2 separate regions of the Ovis aries genome follow, and region 2 is linked to region 1. A link is a contact called in public Hi-C data. All regions are on one chromosome and are shown on one strand. Each heading gives the region's core, a stretch centred on a gene start, on an enhancer-like site or on the middle of the called end of the contact. The rest is flanking DNA. Distances are from core to core; before and after follow the strand shown. Region 1 overlaps ASH2L (ASH2 like, histone lysine methyltransferase complex subunit). Region 2 holds the start of DDHD2 (DDHD domain containing 2).

The links. A called contact is a pair of places that touch in the nucleus more often than the background predicts.
Region 2: a Hi-C map of mixed tissues shows a contact between it and region 1, with 3 times the contacts expected there. The contact joins the promoter of DDHD2 here to the enhancer-like site in region 1. A contact is called at or near these places in 6 of 16 Hi-C or Micro-C datasets (blood, hypothalamus, liver and 3 more).

The regions. Positions count from the first base shown.
Region 1 is chr26:32,387,679-32,394,850 of ARS-UI_Ramb_v3.0, reverse strand. It overlaps ASH2L (ASH2 like, histone lysine methyltransferase complex subunit), which reads right to left. Exons shown (of 12, transcript XM_060407144.1): 6 at 6,884-6,979; 7 at 6,071-6,166; 8 at 5,322-5,397. Among named protein-coding and RNA genes, the nearest start is that of ASH2L, 14 kb to the right of the region's middle. Within about 2 kb of position 2,615, at least 3 of the 54 cell types and tissues checked have an H3K27ac peak or open chromatin away from gene starts, as enhancers often do.
Region 2 is chr26:32,477,364-32,484,535 of ARS-UI_Ramb_v3.0, reverse strand. DDHD2 (DDHD domain containing 2) reads right to left here and starts at 3,048. Exons shown (of 17, transcript XM_042241421.2): 1 at 2,779-3,048; 2 at 1,307-1,534; 3 at 448-635. The coding sequence starts at 1,526.

The DNA of each region.
Region 1 (7,172 bases), core at 1,366-3,865:
ACCTTTTCAGCAAAGGGATGCCTCTGATTTTTAATACACTGTTTAGGTTTGTCATAGCTTTCCTTCCAAAGAGCAAGTGTCTTTTAATTTTATGGCTGCAGACCCTACAGTGTTTGATTAAAATCCAAAGTGGCAGAGTAAACTCGGTACAGGCATGTATGTGTGTGTTGGTTAAGACGCAGACACGTATTTTCCACCTGGGTCCACTGAGGGAGCCCGGAATACCACCCAGTAATGGCGAGCATACTGAACACTCACATCTTCACTTCTTAGGCTGCTTCCCCAAGCAAAGGAATCTGAGCTCCCTGAAGAAGCTGATACTTGGCCTGCAGCATGGAAAATGTGACATGAACCAGAACCAACTTGTAATGCCAGTAAGTAAGGGAAAATAAATGATGGGGGCTTATCAACAGGACACAAGAGATTCCATTGGCAACAATGTTAAATGGACCCGGAGGGCATTTTGCTCAGCGAAATAAGTCAGAGAAAGATAAGTATTCTGTTAACACTTATATGTGGAATCTAAAACACCTAATGAATGTGTGAAACAAGAAAAAGATTCACAGATAGAACATACTAGTGGTTTCAAGACGTGCATGCAGGAAGCGGGGACGGGCAAGATGCAGGCAGAGGACCAAGGGGCACAAACCACCATGTGTAACCCAACAGGCTATGAGAATATACTGCACAGCATCAGGCAACATGGCCATTGCTTTGTAATAACTGTGCGCATCATCTATAAGAATACTGGAACACTATGTTATAAACCTGAAACTAATATTCTAAGTCAATTACACTTCCAAAAAAAACACAAAACCCCCACAGGAACCAACCTAAAGAAGCTTCTAATGACCAAAGCTGGAATAATTTGAATGACAAAATAAAATATAGCCTACAAAATAAATAAATATGTGTTAAGTCCACACTGATACAAATAACCAATTAAATAATTAAATAGAGAAAGGAAGAAATAGCAAACAATTAGGCAAACACCGCATTAACAACAAGATCCACAAATGGATGCTAAAATTAGTGGGCAAAACTTTAGAGAAACAGGATATTTGTATAACCTCGAAGGATCTTTCCCTAAGATATCGATTAACTACCAAGGGAAAGAGAGTAGAGAGAGCCAGCAGAAACCACCTTAACCAAATGACTGTGTCCACGCAACCGATAACAAGACACACTGACCTCACGAGCCTACAGAGATGATGTAGTGGGAAGGATCTGTGTGTGCACTGTTCTTACACGAGTGTACAACCGCAGTCTAATCACGAAAAGAGAGTCAGACAGACCCTCAGTGAGGCACACTCAAAAAGCAGTTGGTTAACACTGCAAGGGACTATGAAGAAATAATTAAATGCAATGTAGATCCTAGAAAGAGGCATTAGCGGAACACTGGTGAAATTTATAAAGTCTTTAGCTTCATTCATAGTATTTACTAATGTTAATCTCCTGGGTTTGTTGTTTTTCTGGCTGCGCTGAGCAGCCAAGGATGGAAGCTTCACCCCCTGCAGTGGAAACTCAGATTCGTAACCACTGGACCTCCAAGGAAGTCCCATCTCCTGGTTTTGATAACTGTACTGTGGCTGTGTGAGATCTCACCATTAGGAGAACTTTGATGACAGATATATGAAAGTTCTAGTACTTTGTGTCCTGCAGCCTGGTGGTTCAGATAGTAAAGAATCTGTCTGCAACACGGGAGAAGCAGGTTCAATCCCTGGGTCAGGGAGATCCCCTGGAGAAGGAAACGGCAACCTGCTCCAGTATTCCTAACTGGAAAATTCCATTGACAGAGGAGCCTGGCAGGCTATATGGTCCATGGGGTCACAAAAAGTTGGACATGACTGAGCGACTAACACTTTCACTTTCAATATGGAAATTCTATTATTTTTGCAACTTTACTGTAAGTTAAATTTAGTTCGAAATAGAAAATTTAAAAAAAAGTATTCTGTATATAAATGGCTAGAGCTTATAAGGACAGACAAAGAAGGAAATGACTTCTTGCATTCTGGCTGAGTCTAGTTAGAGATGGGGTGAGGATTAGATTGGCATGTCTGTCTAATTCTAGACAGGACAGAGCTGACGATAGTAGTTCTGAGCAACACAGGGCCCAGCACGAACATTAACAGCTTACCCACCTCGATCATGGAGGGCTAACAAAACCCGTTCATATAAGCAGGCTCTGTAGAGGTCTCCCGGAATCGGTTTTCCTGCCCAGCAGTCGAGTTCGAGCTTCTCAGGGTCAGGGGCATGGGGATCGGGCTCAGCTAGAATATAGCGATAGCCATCTTTGTTAAACGGGTGTTCCAAGGGGTAGCCATGAGGGGGAAGACGCTGAGCAGAAAACAAAGGGTCACTGCAGAAAGGAAAAAATAAAATCAAGAAACTACAACCCCCTCCTCTAGCTCACGTGCCTTCAATTCTGTTAGACAGGCCTCTGCTGTATTCGGTTTCAACTGGAACACCGGCAACTTCAAATGTTTTTCCTTATTCAAATAGATCATTCTGCCCTCTGCAGGCAAGATGGGGAAATGAAAACTACTTTATCTTGGTATGCAACTAAGCCAGGGGAGACAGGGTGCAGAGGAACAAGGGCGGTTTCCTTCAGCATGTTTATTACTATGACTAATGAACAGAAACTCAGAGATATGAACACCCACTACCTGTTTCCAGTCTGAATAAGAAATGACCTGGATTTTGTCACCCCAGTACTGAACAAAGTGAAGGGAAGAGCTATCAGGGGACAGGCAGAAAGTTTACTGTAAAAGAGCTGACATTCAATATTGGTTTCTTTCACTGCCTTTGGTCCATCTATCCTTTCTCAAGATGCCTTAGCGGAACTTCACACCCAGGTCAATCATCACAGGGTGCTTCCCTGGGGTTGTTTCGTTTAGAAACAAGTTCCGCAAACAGGGCGCCTAGTCTGGGGCTATTTGACCCCTCAAACTGTTTAAGATTTGAGAACAAGGGGCAGGCTTGTGCCTGCAGACAGCTGATCTCTTGCCTCACTGAGGGGCTCTGCAGCCCTCTGACGTGGTAAGGGGCAGGCAGGGGGTGTTCACCTCCGGGCCTTCTTGGTGGTCCCCGCGGTGCTGCCGTCCTGCTGTTTGCGCTTGGCTCCTCTGCCTTTCCCACTGCTTCCTGCTGCAATGCCGCCTTTGAAGAGAAGGCAGATCACCTTCAGTGAGCTGTGACAGGGGACAGCTCCCCAGGGACGAACACTCCCAGCGTGCATTTGTGTGACACCACAGGATTTTCTGCCCGGAAACATATGGGACTTCACCCTGGTTCGCCTGAGTCTGCTGGGTGGCTCCCAGCCCAGAACGCTGCGTTCTGGCAGCAGCTCCAGTGAACCCAGCAGTAATGACTCCTGGGTTACAGCTGTGCCCCTCGCTTCCTAAATGAACTGCAGCTCCGGGAACACTTTCCAAGGATGAGACACAAATGCATTTTCACTCACTCAGACGGCAGACACCCACAGCTAGAAGTAACTGCGTGGGTAGTTTTTTCCCACTCAAATCAATACAAACATCCATAAGGAGAACATCCTCACTGAAGGGATGCTCGCTTGCATGAACTACACACAGCATAGTCCATAAACATGAGAGAGGCACAGGATCTGCTAAAGCGCTGAACTTGAACTTCCAGCAAAACAGAAGTACATCAAACGTGGAAACAAAAAACAGAAATACTAAAAAGGTGTTTCTCTTCAGTGCTTCTAGGCATCTGGTGTGGTTGTTCATGACACAAGCAGGAAAGGCAGCTTTAAATTTGGTCAGCAATCTTTACAATTATTAAAACTGTGCCAACTCATCAAATTTAGGTTTGACGAATCTGGCTTGTGGAATTAAGAGAAAATACAGATAGAGAATTTGTAAATAAAAAAAGAAACGAGCTATATACTAAAAGCCACAAGGAATACTACCTTGGGCACTTCTGAAATAGGTGCTTTGAAATTTTTGTCCAGTTGTCATTCCTCTCAATTAGTTTATTTGTCCAACTTCCAGGAAACATCCCTGAACTGTAGGAAAACACCTTTATGTAACAACTGCATGAAGTACTGTATCTTAATTTGGGGCAAGCTTAGAAATTATCAGCAGTTCTGCTGCAATAAAAAGAGGATCAAGACGTTGAAGGCAGGTCATATTCTGCACAGACAGGACCAGATTTATGCTGAACTTCCTTTTATGAACATACCTGGTGTCGTCCTGTCCTCATAAAAGGCTTAATGTTGAACTGTGAAAATATCAACATCTCTATAGTTTGTTACCTTATTCAAAAAAACTGTTAAGGTTTTATTGGCACTGCATTTCAATTATTTTGAGACAAGTTTTAGATCCACGTTGAAAAAATCAAGCAACACTAAAGAGGACTGCTGGCCATGTCAGGCAGAATATGACAACGTACAAGCTTCCAATTACTAACATTAAACCAGAACTACTGTTTCATATCAAGTGCTACTGCCACCAACTCCACAAGGCTTTACAATCTTAACTCAGTTTCAGCTTCTATCACAACTCAGCAAAAAGCATTTGCCAAACCACAAAATACTTAAGTCTGAGAGGCTGAAAGAAGACAGAGGAGGAATTCACCTCCAAAAGAGGCTCCACCTGTAAGAACAGAAGTGGCACCGTGTATTCGTCAAATTTTAACAGAAAGGAGAAAAATAATGTAAAGAGATGAACAGCACACTTAGTTATATTAGTAACAGTGGAAATGGTTACATATTTAAGACCCTATCACTCCAGAAGAGAAGGTAGCAACACCATATGTCAGATGAAGAGCTGGCTACCTCCCCATTATATCTGCTTTCAATTTGTTGCCATTAGTAGCAAAGGGCTGTTCTGCTCTTAGACGGATTAGACAGAAAAACATGCTACAGTGGGTGGTCAACACAAACGGTGTCATGTGCATAAGCTGAAGATTTAGGGCAAGAAAAATTAGAAGATGGGTAGGAAGTTAAAAAACAGTAGAATTCAGGAAAATTTGAGTGCAAAGCACGTGAACCTAAATTAAGTGTTAGTTATGAAGATACAGATGGGGAGTCGAATATAAACTCAGTAAATCTGACCTTAAAATTGTACCTCGTTTTATGTTAAATGTTTCACTTAAGACCAAACTGTGGTGTAACATAACAAAAATTTCTCCTCTACTATCATTGTTCAAATCCATAGTTAGCCCCTAAAAATTGAGATTTGGACTTTAAAGCATCTTAGTAAATACCTAGTCAAGAATCAGTCCAGAGGCTGCCCAATTCTAGGCACATGTGGATTGAACATCGTACAGACATTTCACCCATGAGATATTTAAACACTTACCATTTAGATTCCCACTGGTAGACACGGCACTACTCTGCTTTTGGTTGTCATAAGCAGGACCGATGTTACTAAGATCCTAGAGGGAAAATATTCAATTATAGAGGGTGGCTACCTAATCAAACCAGCCTGGCAATGCTAAAAAAAAAAAAGGGAGAAAAAACAGAAGAAATTCTAACAGAATGGCAACCTAGACTCTGAAGCCTGCAGAGGTCCCAAACTTAGATGCTTCAGGGATCAGCAAGTCACATGTGTGAGGCAGCCAAGGATGAGGATGGAAGTGCTTTCAGAATCAGGCTGAGCCAGGCTGGGGGTGGTGGAGGGGGAATAGGGAGGGGTGGTAGAAGACCAAGGGCAGACCTCCCTATGGGAATCCAGGCCCAATGTGGCCAGAGCTCCACATTTTACAAGAAAAGACAGATATCTGAATCTCTGAAATCTGAGGTGGAAAGAAAATCAGAAATGACTTGGAATGGCGTATTTGCGTTACAAGAGAGGAAACGGAAGTTTAAAAAGATAAAAATGGTATGTGTCAAGTCATAACATTTTAAGGAAGAGCTGCAACTAACACACTGGTCTCCCAGTTTAAGGTGAGTGCTCTTTCTTTCACATGGAATAAGAACCATTTATTTGGAGCCCACCGGGTCATGGGCATTTGTAAGTGGTAAATACACAAATGTAAACACAGCCTGATTCTCTCTGTCCCCGTGGCTTAAAAATCAAACGGGGGCCTGTGAAGCCAATTAACGTACCTGATCCAGAAGGCCAAACTTGGGGTAATCTTCTTCTGGGTCCTTACTCCCTGGATCAGGGTGTTCCTTTACTAAGAACACATCTCTTTCTTTACTCTAAAAGGAAATGGTATTTTAGTGTTACTGGAAATTTTATACTTAAACTGAATGGATGCTTAACCCCTAACTCCCAAATCGTAGGTGTAATCTCCAAATCTCAACACAAACAGCCTGCCCCCTGAAAAAAAAAAAAAAAAAAAAAAACACACACACACACCAGTACTGTTTTTCTTTGATTAGAAAACTAATGCATGACCACCAAAAAATACAAACAGTAGAGAAAGTTGGCAAAATAAGAGCCACCATCCTTCACAACCCTCACTCATCCCCACACCTCACAGAGATACACAGTGGTAACAGCTTGTGCTGATGTCTCCCCAGGTGCTCTAAGTCTAACGACAATAATGTTCAGAACAGAGTTTGTTTTTTTTAATCAAAGAAAACAATTGTCTCCAATTTAGGCATAACACTATACTTGCCAAAGTACAACGGACAAAAGATTCAGCAGCGTACATAAAACTACCATATCTTCACTTAAGTCTATGTGCAACTTACTGATTTTGTGTGAAAACTATTAAAATTTATAATTACTAAGATTTAATACTGTTGTTCTCATTTTCTTAGTCATCACATTACTTCAGTGAGACCACAATCAAAAAAAAAAACCCAACAAAACCCATTTACTTATATACATATATATAATTTCTTGTATAAATTCTTACAAGGAACACTGGTTTTCTAAACATTGAGTCTAGTCAATTTTAGTTGACTTACCATAGTTTTCACAATGTTATTTGGCCAGGTCATTTTCCCAGGTCTTTGTCTGGTCGTCATGCATTCCCAGTATTTATCAATAAACGGTATGATATCCTGATTTTTAAAACAAAATATATTAAAGCCTTTATAGCTGCTTTCGAAATTACGCTCACACACACAAAAAAAACACTGCTGCATTTTCAAAGATCTCATCAGAATCAAAAGACAAACACATGTTTTTCATCTTTTAATAACTTATAACGTGAACAACATGTAGGTTGCGGGGTTTTCAAACAAGCATATACAA
Region 2 (7,172 bases), core at 1,799-4,298, 89 kb before region 1:
TTCTTTTAAAACTACAATAAGTAACAGTATAGAACAAAGAAAAAAATCAGTCCTAATTCCATCATCTAGACTAGAAATAATCATTGTTCACATTTTGATCTATTTCTTTTAACAATATTAATGTCCTACTCCAATATAAAGCAAATTTCAGAATAGTTTCAGAGCTAGAAAAATAAAAGCAAAAATGAACAATTCTATGGTCATAGTTTAAACACTAACAATGATCACCATTAGAGAAAAAATTTTTAAAGACATAAACAGTTTCTGTAATATTTTAAAATCTGAAAACTACTTTATCCTGAAACTGACTTGAAAAAGAAATGCCATAAACTGTGTTGCAGATAGAACCGAGCTCTCTTTATAAATTCACAAAATAAGTCACAAAGAGGAAGAAAAGATTATTAAATAAGACAAGAAGAAAATGAGTAAAAGAGGTCAAAGGAATACCTCTAGAACTTGGCTGAAGCTCTCCGAGTATGGAACATACTTATTATCTTTGTCTCCCTTGTAAAACCAGGTACATCGTCTCACTTCTGAAGCCAGCTCATCCCAGTAAACAGCATACCGCATCCTCTCCCCCAAATGAACATCATATCTACCCCCATCAGTGGGAACAATTGTATTACAATCTTTTCCTATTGAGGATTGGAAAGGGGAAAAGCAGCACATAGTATAGCAAAATAAAATACAACTGCCACTCCCAAAATACAACTCTGAGTTATATGTTAAATAATGTTATAAAACACATGATCCCTCTCTTCTTGGCTAAACCATCAAAATCATTCTTGGCTTTAATGAAACATAAAAAAAATAATACCCAAATTCTATTTTGCTCTTTTTCTGAGGAGAGATTATAGTATCCCTTAAAAAAAAGAAAAAAAAAAACTGTAAATAAGAAAGCTTTCCTGAATTTTTTGCTTAAGGGGTCAAAAGGTAAATTAATGACCTCATGATGATAAAGTACTAACCAGAATCATTCTTACTTCATAACATAAGAAAAAACAAGTGAAAAAGTAAAGAATTCATTCTTCTGCAATATGACACTACCACCCACCACTCTTTATAAACAAAAACTGAAACATAAGAAACATTATTGGATAACTATGCAGAAATTACAATAGGCACTGTTTTCAAAATACAGACCAAATTCTTGAATATTATAAACTCATTGGACAATAATGCAGAACTTCAGTATTAAAATGCTATGGGAGATAACTAGAAACAGCACTCACTATAATATCATATTACAGTTTTAAAGGAATGACAGTAAGTCCTCGCTTGTTACAAGTCATCATTTTTACCCTACCAGAGCTATATGCCTCTTCCAGCTGCTGTGAATCCTGTGAGTTGAAAGGAATCCATGTCTCCTTAGAATCTATTATCTTACAATAAAACCAATGAGGAGAAACTGGTTCATACAAACTGCCAGCATCCATGTCTACGAGCTCAAAGGAACTACATGAATTTGGTGATGGAGATGGGTCTGACTGGGACGACTGTTCCTGCTGTGACTCCACTGATGACATTTCGTTCTCTAAAAGACAAAAGAAAACTTTCAGAAAAAAAATTTCCTTCTATTAACAGTGTAATTGTTCATACACACAGACACACACACACAAAAAAAAAACAGGGTTATTTTTAAGAGGAATTTCTGAAGAAAAAAAACAACTAAGGCGGCCATACAATTTAAAATATAAATAAAATAAATTAATAGCTTTGTTTGGTTGGTTTCTGGTTTTTTTAAGGGAGGGAAGGAGGCTTTAAACAAAATGCTTCTCATAGTTAGACCAATGGGCTTTGCACTGATCTCCCAATCCTCCCAGAAAACTATGATTTTAATTAAGCAAACCTGGAATCATGAGAAACGCATGGTCAAAACCTTGATTGCAAAAAAAACCCAAACCACTTTACCCCAATTTCCAATATAAATCTAGTGTCAAAGCCAAAAACATTTACTCCAACTGTTTTTAGTAACACCTGCTTTTTGGCTTCAGGCTACGGGAATTACAATACTGAAAATAAAACTATTCACTTAAGATAACAGTCACTTCTTATCAATCCTTGCAAGGTGCTGAAGCACGGGCGATGGTACAAATTTCTGAAAACGCGAACCCTCGCTTGGGGCCACTGCGCGCACGCGCGCACCCACTCGCACGGTCCAGGTCTAAAGAGGAAAAAGGTAGCAAGTGACCTCCTTCCCCTAAGGAAGACTGACCTGTGTGTTTCCCCTTCACCGCTCGGCAAAGACTAACCAACGCTGCACAGACCACAAAAGGGAAACCCAGGCTCCAGCGAGGGGAGCGGGCGAGACCATCTCGGCACTCAGTGCAGCTGGACCGGGAACACCCGGCCTCCCTCTGAGCCGCCGCTCCCCGGCTTCCGCCACTTTTTATCTTTTTTTCCCCCCAGCACGAATTTACCTCCACCACCTCGCGTGTCCCCTCTCCCCAGGACCCCGAGCCTCCTGCGACCCAGGTTTGAGACCTCAGGGCTCGCGGACGCCTCTCCCCGTCCCGCCTCCGGCCCCGCAGAGAGCAGCGGGGCGCGGGTGGAACCGGGTGACTTCCCGGCGCCTCCGGGAGCCGTCGATACCAAGCGGGCCAGGCCGCATCCCAGGGACCGAGGCCACCCCTCGCCCCACAGGGTCTGGTCCTCCCGGGGCCCCCCTTCCCTGCCTCCAGGCATCGCGCCCTCCTCCGCCCCTGGCATCTCCATCCCGCAGGGCCTCCCAGCCGCTCCTCGGGTCGGGGGCCCGGGGCCCGGCCGCCGCGGACTCACCTGGCTGCCTCACAGCCTCTAGCGCTCTGCTGCCCTCGCTCAGAGGGGCACGACATGTCCCCGCGGAAGCCTGCCCCGCGAGCAGGGGCGGGGCGGGGCGGAGCTTGCGGGCCCGCGGGATTCGCGCCAACACCGTTCTCCACCGCGCTCCCAGCGGAAGAGTTGCCAGCCGGCCGGGCTGCCGACAGCAGACAGCTGAGGTGACGGGGAGCGCGCCTTGGAGCTACGGCCGGGGCTCGGAGACCCGCAGGGGCGCTGGCGGAAAGTGTCGCGAGAGGTGGATGGACTCGCGCGAGATGTTATCCTCGGAACCCGCTGGAAGTCGGCGCGCGGGACCAGTGGGTGTTGCGTGCGGCGTGACCTCCGCTCCGAAGCCGCCTGCGGGTTCTCCGCATTAGGCAAGGGAAGTCTTTGGAAGGAAGGAACGCGGCCTGAGGCGTTACGGGTGGAAAGCCAAGTCTCGGTGAAAGCAAGGTTCTTCGAGCAAGGATAAACAAGCCCAGCCTCTTCACTTTATAGAGAGGAGGACAGACGTCCTGGCCCCCGTGGTACCCCGGCTGACCTGCTAATGGCCAGGATGGTGCGAGGACGCTGGCATGCCACCCACTGCTGAAAAGTTGGGCAGGGAGCTGGCAGCAGCTGCGGCTACCCAGACCTTCGCTTCTGGGTGCTGAGAACACATACCATTGGCATTTGCAAGGGGAAGATCTCTGGGGCTTTGCCCTTCTCCCTGGCGTTTATTAGGATTTCGAGGCTGCCAAAAAGGTATGTTTAAAAGATGTTGAGGTGAGCTTGGCAGGATTCAGAAGCCGCAAGGGAGGTTGGAGGTGATATTTTTGTCTAAACAAGATGACATGACTGAGGTCAAGAGTTTAAATGAATTTCCTAAGTAGTAGAGCTGCCCAGATCTCCTGAGGATTTAGTTTTCTGCAAGACCTCAGTTCCTTTGGGCTACAATACTTTTCTGTTTCCTAACTAAATTATAGGGCAAGGGTTTGGGGGATGTTTGTCAGTCTTATTTCTTCAAAAGGGAGAAAAGGGAAACTAAAACAAATTTTTGTAACATATTCTCTTACGGTTTAAGCCACACACAATTATCCACAAGTTTACTTATACCTTCTCAAATTTATAACACCTGAATAGCTTCAGTTCTCTGCAGAGGATGAAGAAAGCCAGTTACTAGGATGCTGTTAGATGACTAATGTAACTAATAACAGTAGCTAGCTTTTACTGAGCTCTTAACCATGTTCTAGGTACAGTTGTAAGCATTTTACAAGTATAATCCCATTTAATTCTCACAGCAACAGGGTGTTGTAGGTTATCCCTATTTGCAGAGGTGGTTAACATGCTACCAGCAAGTGATGGAGCCAGTACTAAAAACACATGCTGTGTCATCTGAGCCTGCACCTAAGTAACTTAACCTAAAATCACAGGTAAGTGATAGAATTGGAACTTGAGTTCCAAGATCCTCTTTCTCCAAATCCCTGATGCAGCCTACCAGGTGTTCTCAGCTGTGGGGGGAGGCTCTCAGTACCCTCTATACTGTAACTGTTGAGAACCCTAGACAGGGTCTATCATGATTCAGTGTACTACATGTTACGACAGAAATTTAAACACTTAATTTATTTGAAAATAAGAATCCATTTTATGTAAATATTTTTGTGGGAAAATATTTTCCAGATTTTTTATCAGAGAAAAGAATATTGCTTTCATTTTTGTAAATTTCTTTAATGTCTGGCTTAATAGAAACCCATTGGATTCTTGTATTTGCCTCTGCATTCAACCTGTTATTAATACAACTTTAGTTTTGGCTGAACTACAATATATGAAGAAAATGCAGGCTCACTGAACTGTGTAGATGGAGAAGTCTAATAGCCTTTTGAGATAAATTGTGGGATATTCTAATACTACACTAAAATTCAACAAATGGTAGCTCCTTAAAAGTTAGTTGCCACGGGGATAATCCAGAGAGATGATATGGGGTGGGAGGTGGGAGGGGGGTTCAGGATTGGGAACTCATGTACACCCGTGGCGGATTCATGTCAATGTATGGCAAAACCAATACGGTATTGTAAAGTAAAGTAGAGTAAAAATAAATATTAAAAAAAAGTTTGTTGCAGTGTGGGATCTGAAAACTATTAGTGAATTTTTGTTCTCTGATACATTAAAACCCATTGGTTTATTCTGTACTTTAAATGGATCTTTTACTCTTGCATGATTGATGACATCATGCATTGATTTGGAAAACAGTTCACTGAGCTATGCAGTCTTTCAAATGTTAACAATTTTTAACTACCACCAATCTAATTAGAAAAGCATTTTAAGTATTAGGAAGCGTCAAGCTCAAAGAAGATGTTTTCCAAAATTCCTTTTTCTTTAAAGGTCTGATTTCATCAGTAGCAACAAATACTGTCAGTTGTGTAAAGTTCTGCCAAATACCTAAATCTGCATAGCCACAGTTTGTGTGTTATTTGTACTTTCAAATAAAAATGATGTTCCATGATAAAAAGCAGCTAGTTATCAAGTCCAATATGTTAGTTTCATGTGCTTTTTCCTCACAAGACCAGCTGCAGTATTGTGACTTACAGGAAAAACATATATTGGTCATTCAGATGTGTGAAAGTGAAAAGTCGCGCAGTTGTGTCTGACTCTTTGTGATAGTCCATGGAATTCTCCAGGCCAGAATACTGGAGTGAGCAGTCTTTCCCTTCTCCAGGGGATCTTCCCAACCCAGGGATCAAACCCAGGTCTCCCATTGCAGGTGGATTCTTGACCAGCTGAGCCAAAAGGGAAGCCCAATACTGGAGTGGGTAGCCTATCCCTTCTCCAGGGGATCTTCCCAACTGGGGTCTCCTGCATCACAGGCGGATTCTTTACCAACTGACCTATCAGGGAAGCCCCATTCAGATGAATGTATATATTCAATTCACAATTCCTAGCTCACAGCTCTCCAAACCTTTGGACTTTCCTGAGCTATAAAAGCAGTGGGATAATATTTGAACTCTCGTCCTCAGGTCCTAAAAATACCTCAGGGAAAGTGACTCTGAGACAGAAAGAGGGGGAGCTGCTTCTCTGGAGAATCAACCATGTGATTGGAGGGTGGGAACTTTCAGTCCCAACGCCCAACCTCTGGTGGAGGGCAGAGGGGTTGAAAGTTGAATTAGTTGCCAATGACTTAGTCATGCCTTTGCAATGAAGCCTCACTAAAAATCCAGAGGCCAGGGTTCAAAGAGTTTCCAGGTTGGAGAACACCTGTGGAGATTAGGGGGACCCATGCACCTGAGAGGGCATGGAAGCCCCTGCCCCCTTCCACCAGGCCATGCCCTATCTCTCATACCCTATGTATAAACTGGATTTTCCTGGGATTTGTGAGCTGTCCTGGCAAATTCATTGACGCTGAGGAACAAGTCATGGGAACCTCTGATTTCCAGCCAGTTGGTCAGAAGCACAGGTAATGACCTAGATGTGTGACTGGCACCTGGAGTGGAGGATGGTCCTGTGGGGCTGAACCCTTCACATGTGGAATCTGATTCTGTACCCGGTAGACAGCTTCAGAAGTGACTTGAATTCTTGGACACCCTGCTAGGGGTTCAAGAATTGCTTGTTGGTGTGGGAAGGTCTCAACATACACAGTTGAAATTGGGTCTGGAAATCCTTTCTCACCAGCATAGTTCAGCCTGCAGAACTGTTTCTTGCATCCTAACCATTTTGTCATATAGAATGTCAAAAAGGTGTGAATTCAAGGGTTAAGAGTTAATAAAATTAATAACTTACTCTTCATGAAGTATGGAGAAGGCGATCGCACCCCACTCCAGTACTCTTGCCTGGAAAATCCCATGGATGGAGGAGCCTGGTAGGCTGCAGCCCATGGGGTCGCAAAGAGTCAGACACGACTGAGCAACTTCACTTTCACTTTTCACTTTCATGCACTGGAGAAGGAAATGGCAACCCACTCCAGTGTTCTTCCCTGGAGAATCCCAGGGACGGGGGAGCCACCAGGCTGCTGGTGGGCTGCCGTCTTTGGGGTCGCACAGAGTCGGACACGACTGAAGCGACTTAGCAGCAGCAGCAGCATGAAGTATATTTTTAAGTGAAACTGGCTTTTTTTTTTAACAGATGCATGACAGTGGACAATACAATGACCAATGGCACAATTTGTTTCCACTGCCTTAATTCCTGGAAAGGCACCAGGAATTTTACCCACCACTGATTTTCCATCAACAGAGCAAATGGCAGCAACACAGCAAAAAAGGCAAATCGTGTCCTGGTACTATTAGGAAAACAGTTTTCATCCTGTGACTCTTAAAGGGATCTCTAAGACTGCCAGCCTCCATGGACCACCCTTTGAAAACTATACAACAATTAAATGTGCCTAATCTCGGGCTTGGAATAAG